2 separate regions of the Triticum aestivum genome follow, and region 2 is linked to region 1. Evidence: chromatin contacts called from public Hi-C data. All regions are on one chromosome and are shown on one strand. Each heading gives the region's core, a stretch centred on a gene start, on an enhancer-like site or on the middle of the called end of the contact. The rest is flanking DNA. Distances are from core to core; before and after follow the strand shown.

The links. Hi-C and Micro-C count contacts between places; a contact is called where the count stands out from the background.
Region 2: a Hi-C map of leaf shows a contact between it and region 1, with 4 times the contacts expected there. The contact joins the enhancer-like site here to the promoter of LOC123105986 in region 1. A contact is called at or near these places in 1 of 5 Hi-C or Micro-C datasets (leaf) and 1 of 1 datasets of contacts at active chromatin or transcription factors (leaf).

Annotation. Positions count from the first base shown.
Region 1 is chr5A:684,710,732-684,716,640 of IWGSC CS RefSeq v2.1, reverse strand. LOC123105986 (post-GPI attachment to proteins factor 3) reads left to right here and starts at 3,143. Exons shown (of 5, transcript XM_044528178.1): 1 at 3,143-3,553; 2 at 4,343-4,604; 3 at 4,712-4,911; 4 at 4,995-5,182; 5 at 5,325-5,849. The coding sequence starts at 3,444. The coding sequence ends at 5,611.
Region 2 is chr5A:684,895,797-684,901,705 of IWGSC CS RefSeq v2.1, reverse strand. No RefSeq gene overlaps it. Among protein-coding and RNA genes, the nearest start is that of LOC123105988, 3.9 kb to the left of the region's middle. Within about 2 kb of position 2,500, at least 5 of the 8 cell types and tissues checked have an H3K27ac peak or open chromatin away from gene starts, as enhancers often do. A contact at or near this core is called in leaf, where this site is marked.

The DNA.
Region 1 (5,909 bases), core at 1,894-4,393:
CTATAGTCGGACCTCTCAAACCCGCCTCATACGCTGGGGCGGGCCGCCAGATCACTGACTGGGCATGTTTTTTTGACCCAGACAAACACCTCAAACGGGCCTCAGACGCCCGAGCTGACCGGCACCCCCCATATCCAGCCCAAATATGGGGCAGATATGGGGGCGCCCGGGCACACCCGCCACGTCGGACCCGGCCCATGCTGGCCCATCCGACCCCACTTATATTCGTCCCCATCCTCTCGCCGGAGCAAACCCTAACCACTTCACTCCACTCGCTCCCCTCCCCTACGCCTCCCAAACTCGTCTCCGGCGTGGCGAGCAGCAAATCGGACTCCAACTAGTTCGGATCTGTCGACTAGGGTGTCATCCCATGTGGGTCGGAGGAGGCAATGGCAGTCCGCATTGCACTCCGCCGCTCCCCGGAGGACAGCACCCGACCGACGGACGGATCCGTCCGCCGCGACGCCATAGCGTCGGCTCACGGGGCGCTCGGTTCCTCTAGTGCTGGATCCTTGTGGTCCCGGCAGCCGAAACACCTCTCCTTCCTGATCACCGGTTGGGCAGAGTATGAGTCCCACCGAGAACGGGCGGCCCGCCGTGGGAAGGAGAGGATAAGTTCCAACGACACCCATATCACAACGAAAATGGCGGCGGCCGCAGAGGAGGAAACCATTTGTGCGCGCATTGTGAAGAAATGTTAGCGGAGGAACACGCGTGCCCTCGCCCGAGAGCAGAATCGGGCGGTCTGTGTCATGGTCGGACTGCCACCGAAGGAGGAGAAGGAGGGCAATGATGGCGACGAGCAGATCCGGCTCGATCCGTACAGCGTCTTCGACCGGCACTTCCGCGAGAAGGACGACAAGGGCGGCTCTGGATGAACTCCACCATAGCCAAACATGCCAAATTTTGGTAGTCCGATGACATGTTTAGTGTACTGTGATGGAGTAGCCGGACGATGCATGTGCGTCGACGTAGTTGCATGATTTTGTATGGATTTGAGATATGGTAATTGAGGTGTCCGGATATGGATTACATTTTTAAGGAGTTCGGTCAATTCCCACAGAAGCGTCCGCGGGTGTTTGAGGGGTTAGATTTGCCTAAGTCTAGCTATAGATAGATGCTCTAAGAGCAACTTCAACAGGCCGACCCAAACGGACGGCGGTGATTTCGTCCGCTTTTTGTCCGTTTGGGTCGGCCAGACGGGCACGGATGCCCGCTTCGGCATTTGGGTCGGCGCCTGCGCCCAACGCTGGCCGATACCCATTTTGACGGCGCCAAAAAAATGAACGCATGCATATTAAAAAAAGAGAAACAACATTAATTAAACATTAAAGCCGGCCACGAAGGTCGGCGAGAGTCCACGCGTCCACACATTTGCATTTAAAAAAACAGCCTAAACTACGAGGCGGCGCGCTGCCCTAGGCGTCGTCGTCCTCGGGGTCCGTGAGGTCGATGAGCGTCGGCGCCGGCCCGGCCCAAGCGAACGTCGTGTTCCAGAGCGCCGCCATGTCGGGCTATGCCGGCGCAGGCAGTGCCGGGGCGGGGGGTGTGCGGCCGCCTGTGCAGCCGCGGCCTGGCGCGCCTCCTCCTAGGCCTCGCGCTGCTCCTCCTCGAGGTCGCGCTCGAGCATCTCCTTGTACTCACCGCGACGGCGCTCCTCTGCCAGCCGGCGCTGGCGCCACATCTCGAGGTACGCCTGCTCCTGCACCGGCGTCGCCCCCAGCCAAACCGGTGGCGCGGACACCCACTCGCGCACCACTCCATTCCAGGAGAAACGCGCGATGGGCTCGGGTTCGGGCTCCGGCTTGATGGGGGACGGCGGGGTCACCGGCAGCACCACGCTGTCGCCCGCCGCAGAGAGGGCAAGGGCCTGTGCCATTTTCCGCCTCGTAGCGGGCCTCCTCTTCCGCCTCCGCCCTGCGCCGCTCGTCCTCCTAGCTCTCCCGGTAGACGGCCGCAAGGGCCGCCTGGTCCTCCTCGCGGACGACGAGCAGCGTTGGCCTCCGGTCGACCTCGCGCACGCCCCGTCGCCTCGCCTCCTCGTGCTCGAAGGCGAACCACCTTGCCCAGTTGGGCGAGTGGGTTGCGTAGGCCTTGTCGAGGCGCTGCTCCGGCGTCAGCAGCGCCCGTCGGCGCCGCACCTCCTCTGCGTGAGCATGAGCCGTCCGCGGTGCCGCCGGCACTGGGATCCTATCTGGATCCAGATGCCAGTCGTGCGGCAGCGTCACGTCCGGATACGACAGAGGCTGGCGGTTCTGCCAGTGCCACTCCGCCTGGTGCACTGGCACGTTGACGCGCTGCCTCTGTCGGCGAGGCGCCGACGGAGGTGGGAGGAACTCGGAGGGGAAAGGGGTGGCGGGTGACTTGCCTTGGCCTTGCTGCCGCTGGCGCCGGAGAAGAGGCCCATCTCGCTGTGGTTGTGGTGGCTAGGGTTTGCCGGCGACGAGGGAGCAAAGGTGGGCAGATGTGGACGGCGAGTATGGATGAGGACGGCCCCGCTGCACGGTCGGCTTAAAAAAGGACGAGCGTCGTCGCTGACGCGTGGGCCCGTCGTCATAAATTAAGCTGACCGCGTGGGCAGCGGGTAGTTGGACGGCCGCCATGTGGGGACGCTGCGGACAGCGGGAAAGCGCGCGAAGCGTCCGTTCGGCATCCGCGCCAACGCATTTGGGGCGCAAATTTGGACCGCAAATGCGTCGGCACGGACGACACGGACGTGATTTGGTTTTGGGTCGGCGCGTTGGGCCGTCACTTTTGTCCATACCGACTCAAACGGAGGTCCGCGGATGAAATGGATCGGTCCTTTGAAGTTGCTCTAAGGACGGAGGGAGGGCCATGTGAAATACAGGGAGACGCAAGGCGTAGCGTGGGCGGGATCCCCTCGATCTGCGCTTGTCAGCTGGAGAGGAGTTTGTTTATGTTGCGCCACCTCCTCGCCGGTCTCGTGGGCGCCCCCGCCCCATCACCGCCAGCAGCCAAACCAAACCAAATCCTGACACACCAAGAAGGCTGGCGCACGGCGCACGCACGTCCGTCCATCCACAAAGCCAGCCAGCCAGCGAGCGGGCGGGCGGGGGAGAGCAAGGAAACTCAAGTAAATATCCCGAACAAAACCTGTTGCCATCCATCGGTGGTCCGGCCTGGCCTCCGTCTAATCGTCCTCCGTGTCGATTTGCTCCCCCCCACACACGCGGAACACAGAGAGACCACCCCTACCGCGCCTCTCCTCGCCAGTCAATCAACCATCCAGCCAGCCAGCCAGCCAGCCAACCAATCACCCCCATCTCCCCCTCCCCCCTCGGAACTCCGTCTCGCGTGGATTAATGGATCTCCGCCCCGCCCCGCTCTCCCTCTCCCTCTCCCTCTAGCTGCTGCCGCTGCTTGCTAGTCCTCCCCGCCCCGCCCCGCCCGATTCGGAGCCGCGCGGACGGAGAGGAGGGGGGATGGGGCTCCGCAGGAGAGGGCCGCCGCTGCTGATGCTTCTCGGCCTGGCGGCCACGGCCTTGGCCGCCTCCGCCTCCGCCTCCGAGGGCGACGCCGATCCGCTCTACAGGTGGGACTCCCTTCCTCCCCGAGATTCCGCCCTTGCCTGTTTACTCTCCTTGGCAGTTGGGGGCGGTTCCCGCTCCTTGAGTTGCGTGTGCCTTGGTCTTGCCCGTCTCTGATGCCGATTGCGTATCGTGGAACAGTCTCGCCGACTGTCAGAGCTGCGTGCTAATAGTACGCTACGCGGCTCTCGCCTTCTTGCTGCTGCTGCTGCTGCTACCATCTTCTACCACATGCTGTTGATTGGTTGATTAACATTGATACTACCAGTACTAGTACTAGCACTACTGTGGTTTCTGGGGAACTGCAACTTCAACTAGTTTTGTAGTACTTCCCTAGAGCTGGGATGGGAAGATTTGCCCGCACTGTGTGCCACTTCCCTCCGTCCGGTTGTGTTTGCCCAACAATATAGTAATTTCAGCGACATATGTTTGCTTACTGCTGCCCATATCATCGACCTTGTCGGTTCAGTGCGTCCGTGTTATGGTTCGCGTGATCCGCAGCCGTGCCAGATCTCGTGTTAACATCACCAGCATTGGACCTGGAAATCTGTCTACCAACTCTCCATTGGATGCTTGAATTCAGATCTCGAATTCAGTCATATTCAGAATTTCGAATTCAGGAACATTAGCAACGACAAAGAAATACTACTCTGTACCGTCTTTTCATACCACTGCTGTATTTGGCTTTATGATGATGAAGATGCGCTGATTTCTTCATACAGTTTGAGACTTGGCCAGCAACCAACCAGCATCCTAGTAATTACTCATGTTTTCCTTGCGTTTTTTTTTACCAGAGCTTGCTTCGAAGAATGTCAAAGGACTGGCACCCTGAAAGAGGATTCTATCAAACACTGTGTTGTGCCGACCGATGACCAGCCCGCTGACAAGGCATGGTACGCGCACGAGCCATTGTACCTCCAGTGGAAGGAGTGGAACTGCAACAGCGAATGCCGATACCATTGTATGATGGAAAGAGAGCAGGAAAGGGAAGAGCTTGGGCTAGGGCCCGTCAAGTATCATGGCAAATGGCCTCTCAAACGTGCTTCTGTGTTTCAGGTACCTCTAGCTCCGTGTTAGTCTTTATGTCTTCATCAGTACCACAGTTAAAGCATTTTCTGTCTCATGTTCACTTACTTACATACTGGCTATTGTTTCATTTCTAGGAACCTCTTTCTGCAGCTCTATCTGCCCTGACTCTTCTCGTGCAGTTTAATGGATGGCTATCGTTTTTCCTCTTGCTTTCTTACAAGCTGCCTCTTAGGCCAGAAACTCATGCCACATACTACGAATACACCGGATTATGGCACATCAACGCGCTCTTGGCCATGAATTCGTGGTTCTGGTGTGCCATATATCACAGTTGGTACGTTCAGTCTAGCAGTCTACGTTTTCAGATGAGTTGTCTGTCGACAGTTAATTAATCCAGCTTGACCATCTCTATTACAGTGATACTGCTTGGACAGAAAAGCTGTATTTGTCATCAGCTGCTGCTTTTTTTGGTTACTCCCTCATCTTGGCCATACTGCGAACTTCGAATCTGAGGGATGAAGCTTCAAGAGTGATGGTTGCAGCTCCAATTCTGGCTTTTGTGACAACCCACATTTTGTACCTCAACTTCTACGAACTCGACAAAGGTATTCCAAATTCATGATAACTTGTTTTGCTTCTGCACGATCATAGAGAAAACTATATGCAGTTAAATTCTGAGATTGGTACTTCCTGGTGGTAGTGCTGGAAATTAAAATGCTTGGCTGTCCTAACCTTCTAATTCTGCAGGCCTGAACATGAAGGTTTGCACTGTTATTAGCGTTGCTCAGCTCCTTCTATGGACAGTGTGGGCTGCTATCACAAGGCATCCTTCACGCCTGAAGGTCGCCTTTGTTGCCATCGGTGGTGTCCTCTCACTATACCTGGAAGCACATGATGTCCCTCCGCGATGGGGATATGTTGATGGACACGCAATCTGCCTCGCCATGGCTATCCCCCTGTCATACCTCTGGTGGAGCTTCGCCAAGGAAGACGCCGAGATGCGCACGGCGGCAATCATGAAGAAGAAACGATAACAGGCTTCGCCAGACCAAATACTTCCATCTTTGGTGGTGTGAAAACTTGTCTCCACTCATCCAATGTAAAGATGAGTTTTTCATTGTAAATTTAGGAGATCTCGTATGTGAATTACTGTTTTTTCCATGCTACTTTTTGCCTCAGCTCAGGAGGTTTACATGGTTTGAAACTTGTGATAGCCCTTTGTATTTCTCCCATTTACAAACCAATTGAGTGTGTCCATCTCTTTTAGCTGCACTGGAAGCAGTTCTGATCTCTATGGATTTGATACCGGAACATGATCTTATGCTTTTGTGT
Region 2 (5,909 bases), core at 1,251-3,750, 190 kb before region 1:
TCGCTAAAATGGATGTATCACTCATCTCTGTGTTGCAGCTCAATCTATAGTACTTTCATTTGTTTTTTTTTCATGTATTTGAAAATATTCTAAAACATACATGATTCCCAAACATAAACTTACTTTTTTAAATTAGCAAGCCACAAAATTTAAAATGATAAAGCAAAATTGTTAGAGAAATTTTAAAAATGTTGATAGTGTTCAAAAAAATGTTGAGACATTTAAAAAAACTGTTCACGAGTTTCAAAAATATGTACGTGACATTCTAAAAAATTCTTATGCAATGTAAAAAAAGTTTAAGTAATCAAAAAAATGTTTATATCATTTTTAAAAATGTTCTGGAAACAAAATTGTGTAATTAAAAAAGGTTTCCATATACGTTACCATTTTAAAAATTATTCACGTGTTTCAGAAATACGGTTGTGACATTTAAAAAATTTATACAGTGTAAGGAAAATCATGTAGTTTTATAAAAATCATATAATAAAAAAATTCAATGTGTATTAAAAATTGTTTGTATTAAAAATGTATGCAAACACGTGGTTGAAAGATGATAATCATGTATGTGAGTTCTCCTAAATATGTATAAAAATATTTCAAATGTATACAAAAAAGTGCAGATGTGTATGAAAAATAGTAGACATCAAAAGATATGTTTGAAAAATGTTAACCATGCATTTGAAAAATGTTAAATGGGTATAAGAAAATGTTCATGGTGTATAAAAAATGTATAATGTGTGTGAAAAAACTACATGTATTGATAAAAGGAAAAAAGGAAAAGGGATATAAAAAGTAAAAAATCCAATATTTTTGAAGATAACCGTTAAAGAAACAAAAAAAGCGAAACCCAAAACAATCACTGAAAACCGACGCAAAAATCAAAATAAAAAGATAAAACCATGAAAACCAAAGAACCGCTAAAGAAACACATAAAAACAAAAACTACAAGAAAAACCGATGAAGAACCAACACAGAAACCATACATAATAAAGAAAAGAAAAAGGTGTCTAAAAACCACTCCCGCAGGAACCCATATCTGGACGGCCCAACAATGCCTCCACGGGGAAAATAGTTGATGCCAGACTGAAAAATAGTATCACAGTAGGCGAGATATATTCAAGAGTTCTATGTTCTTTTTCATCGTCTAGTGATCATTGTTTTTTGTAAGAATAAATTTACTCTCGTTCTTTTGGCAGTGCCATGAGGCTAGATAGTTTTTTGTCTTCGCAGATCCGATTATTTGGATCTAGAGTTTATGCTGGTGTGTCAAACCTTTTGTGTTGGTTTGATTCTTTGTGAAGTTGAAATCTTTCATCAACACCATGATGAAGATATTGTGATCCGACAGCCTGCACTTCTAGAGGATCATCCCTGGCACATGTACATTCATTGATCAAGGCTTCCCATCTTTCTGAATGGGCGACTCAAGGCGCTTTAAAAAAATCATTATTGGTAATGTTCGTGCGGGTGAAAGAGTCACAACATCGTTGGTCCAATCCAATGTAGCCTCTTTACCGAAGTCTTTGAAGTATTTTTTATAACGGAGATTGATACAGCGAAGAAGGTGTTTACAAAAGATTTGATTGTAATTCTTAGATATAGAAGTTACTTTGTATTTTTTTTGTTTCTTAGATCCAAATCAGTGTACCTATAATTGTTATGAGTATGAATAAAATTACAGACGTTTCTAAAAAAAGGGTAGGTGAGATATATGGTCATGCCCTAGGATGAGGCCTCCTTTGGTTTAGAGGAATTTCATAGGAATTCTAGAGGATGGGATTCTTACAGGATTTTTTCCTTTAGAGCCCTTTGGTTCATAGGAATGGATTCCTATTCCTACATAAGATTGGTTCCTATCCTCCACATTTCATAGGAAAATAAAAAAGAGCCTAGACTCAATGGAAAAATTCCTTTGGTGTCAACCAAATGACATCTTGTTTCCTATTCCTACTCATAGGATTTGAGATACATGTCATCTCATTTCCTACAAGATTCCTATTCCTATGATAATCCTATCCTATGAACCAAAAGAGGCCTGAGTTCTGAACGCCAGTGCTGCCAGGCCACCACGGATGCATCTCCTTTTCTTCCTCTGCTGCTTTTGTCACACACACAAACTGGGACAGAAGAATTTTCGCTTGAGAATTGCGATGTCAACATCTCACATCATTTTCTGCGAGCAGAGCCGTCGAGATCAACAACCGGCAGCGGACCCACCCATCATCAATTCAATTGCAAACAAAACCGCCTTGTAAAGCAAAAACAGTCGAGTACTTAGTGCAATCCCTGGCCATGGACGTTGACATGCAAAGTTTAATCTTAGTTTACGTTAAGATAACACTTGGATTGGATCGCTGTACCAATATCAACACCATAACCGTCGTCATTGGCCCGTACCAAAAGCTACGTCAACGGCTAACGCGCGAGTCCACCCCACACACACCATGGTTCCATTATTAACGACAGCAATCGGTGGTCCACGCCCGCCATCGGACGGCCCGGCACGGCTCGCCGGTGCGCTGGAGCGCCGTCGGATGGGTAGCTTGGCTGGTTGTAGTGCGGGCAGGGCAATGGAGGTTGGAGATGGCTCCCCGCACGTCGTGGAGCGTTCGTGCGCCCACGCGGGCGGGCCCCGCGTCCGGCGATTAGGAAAACCGGGATAATCGCCGAAAGTCGCTTGGTCGGTTGCCATGGGGCATGCCAGTATTTTTTATATAACGCATTGGTCCTCCTCGTCTTGGGATTTTTTTTTCAGACAATTCAAAGAGCTTTATTCAAACGAAAGCATTCCTAGGACAATCAGCAAGTAAGCTGGTCACTAGGAAGCTGGCAGTGTCATATCAGTCACACTTAGTGCACGAGCAGACTTTGCACATAGGTGTGCTGAAATATTTGCTGATCGATTTACATGTTGAACATCAAATAAAGTAAAGTCACTAACTAGCTCTTCAATTCCAAGTAACAGCGGAGCCACAACCAAACGTGAATTGTGACGAGTATTCCAGAGTCGTACCATCTCCAGACAGCCCACCTTCATGATCACATGCGTGAGTCAGCGTAGCTTCGCAAATAGCGCACCATCCCGCATAGAAAGAGCTTCTGCTATCAGTGGATCAAAAATGCCCAAGTGGGGCTTACACTAAGCACCCATGAACTTCACATCCGAACGAGATACACCTCCCATGCCATTGCAGTTACCTGCGAAATCGATGGCACCATCGGTGTTGATCTTGACAATCACTACTAGGAAAATGCTTATAGATAGATGTTTACCAGTAGCGCTTGTTTAAGCACCCACGCTACTAGTATTTACCAGTGGCGCCTGGTACAAAACACGCTACTACTACTTAATAACAACAACGTTTGTTAGTTTGGGCCGCGTTGCTGTTACGTGGGCCGTAGGGCAAAAACGGTAGCCCACTTACCTCTAGCGTTTGTTTCGAACGGGCGCTACAGCTGGTGGGCTTAGCAGTAGCACCGGCCTCTACCCAGCGCTACTACTAGAGGAAAAGAAAACCGGCCCGCGCGCCGGTCTCCCCTTGCACCCCCTCACTCTGGATCAACATCGATCCCCTCCGCCCGACGCCGCCGCCGTGGTTAGGGTTCCTCCCCGGCCACCTCACCCTCGCCGACGGCGCTGTGCGCCGCCACCACGCGCTGTCGCCTCTCGCCTCCTCCGACGCTCCAGCACCGTAAGTCCCCCTTGATCTCCTCCTCCCTGCGCGCGCCACCACTAGGCTCCGATCGATTCGCCGCTGCAGCTCACCATGTTTTGGGATTTCGCGTGGGGGAAAGGGATCTATGGATTGCACGGTGGCTCCGCGCTTCGATGCGACGGGTCTGGTTCGCTCGACGTGTTCTTGCAGGCTTGTTTCCTCGCGTGAGAGAGTAGAGAGAGAAGTAGAGGCTTTTTGTTGGACGGCGGGAGCGCTGCAGGAGAGGGACAAGAGGCGGCGGGAGCTGCTGGACAGCACGTGGCGGGAGGAGTAACAGCGGGAGAGCAGGGCGACGGCGGTGGGCAAGCAGAGGGCCAGGGAGAAGGGAAAGGGGAAGGAGCTGGAGAATGGCAGAGAGGGCGACAAGTTAGGTCCACAATTCGCCAGGGTATCTGATGGATCCAAATCGACCCAAATCGAAAGAACTGTGTTGCCCTTGCCGAACGAACTGTGGTTGTTCATTTGCTGACGCCGACCCTTGTCGTTGGAGATTAAAGCGGTGAAGGGGTAGTTATTAGTACGGCTCTGCTCGTGGGTGAAGCTGATGCAGGACTGGAGAGGCAGCGTGTGTTGATGATTTCTTCAGCTCTGCTCGTCGGTGCTGCTGTCACGACAACTACAACCAACAACTTTTAGGAGTAGGAGGAGGTTAGCCGGTGACGGCATCGATCCACCAGCACCCGACCGTTAATGGAATGATCGACCCAAATCGCTATCCATGTGATGTTGTTAGTGAGCCCATTTTTGGTAAATTTCAGAAAAAGAAAACACAGAGAGATAGAGAGTTGTATTTGATCTAAAAGGGGGTGTTTGCCTTTTATAGTTTTAATGCCAAAGGTGGAATGGATGTTTACTTATTGTGTTTTGTGAATCTTGTGCCGTGCTGTTTTGAAAGATTCTAAGCTGGTTCTACTTTTGGATGTGGGAATAGATAAAGTGTTTCCCTGGATGGATCTACTTAGTTTAGTTGTCCTTGATGAGGATGGAAGTGTTTTTACCCTTGTGTCAGGGCTGGGAGTTGGCCTTGATGAGGATGGAAGAGTTATTGCTCTGCTTTGCCATGCTTGCAGAGATAATGCATAATTGATATTTGTGTAAATAAATGGTATTTTATCTATTGATGATCTTATTGCTGCCTTATAGCTGCCTCGATTAATGTGTGAATAAATGGTATTTTATCTACTAATAATGTAGAATTAGGCTGTTTTTGAACTACTTTTGCTTGTCTTCTTGCGCAATAATGGCAATATGCCATTTATCTTATTATCAGGCTCTGTTTGGATTACATGATCTCTATAGGTTAGTCTGAACTGAACTACAATTTAGTTGTTATTCTGCTTGCCATGTGAATCTGATGTGTATTCTCTATGATGTGAACCTGATGTGTATATTATTCAAAACCTGATGTGTATTGAAAACTTTATGTTTACTTTTTGGATCGTTAATCCTTTAATCATATTGCTTTAGGGAAATGGCGCCACCACCACCACCACCACCATGTCAACGGTGCAAGTCAAGGTGCGCCAGCAGCCTTGCAACTGGCACGCTGTTCGGCATCTACTTCCAGTCTAGTTTTCTTCATGCGGCGGTAATAAATTATATGAAACTAGTAACCACTATTTTGTTTTTAGTGTTATTGGCATTAATTCATCATGTATATATCATTTTGCCTTTTGTACACAGATCATCCCATGCAATGTGAGGTCGGAATTCAACAAGCTGACCGGAGACTCTGTGACCTTTGAGGCTCCTGGGGGCCCCTACACTATGGAGGTCGAGAAAGGATGAAATATGACGCATGTGGGAGGAGATGGATGGGTCCGTTTCATCACCCACATGCGTATCACCGGTGGTGAGTTGATCAACTTCTCCTTCAGAGCAGAAAGACCCAAGCTGGCCATCATTTATGTCAACAAAGCGGAAAATGATGAAGATGATGAGGATGATGACGACCCACTTGATGAAGCCATCGTAGATCAAAGAATGAGGTTGAGCGAGGAGGAGGTGTGCAACCTATGGGACATCATTCCGCCGCGTGCTGACTTCGTCGGGTGCCATTTGTGACCCGCCTGACAAGTACCATGGTTGATCGGCATGTCATGGTATGTTGCATTTACTATAGTAATTTGATGATATGCTTTATTGTTATACTTAGCATAGAGTCCGATGATATATATGCTTAGTGAATCCGAT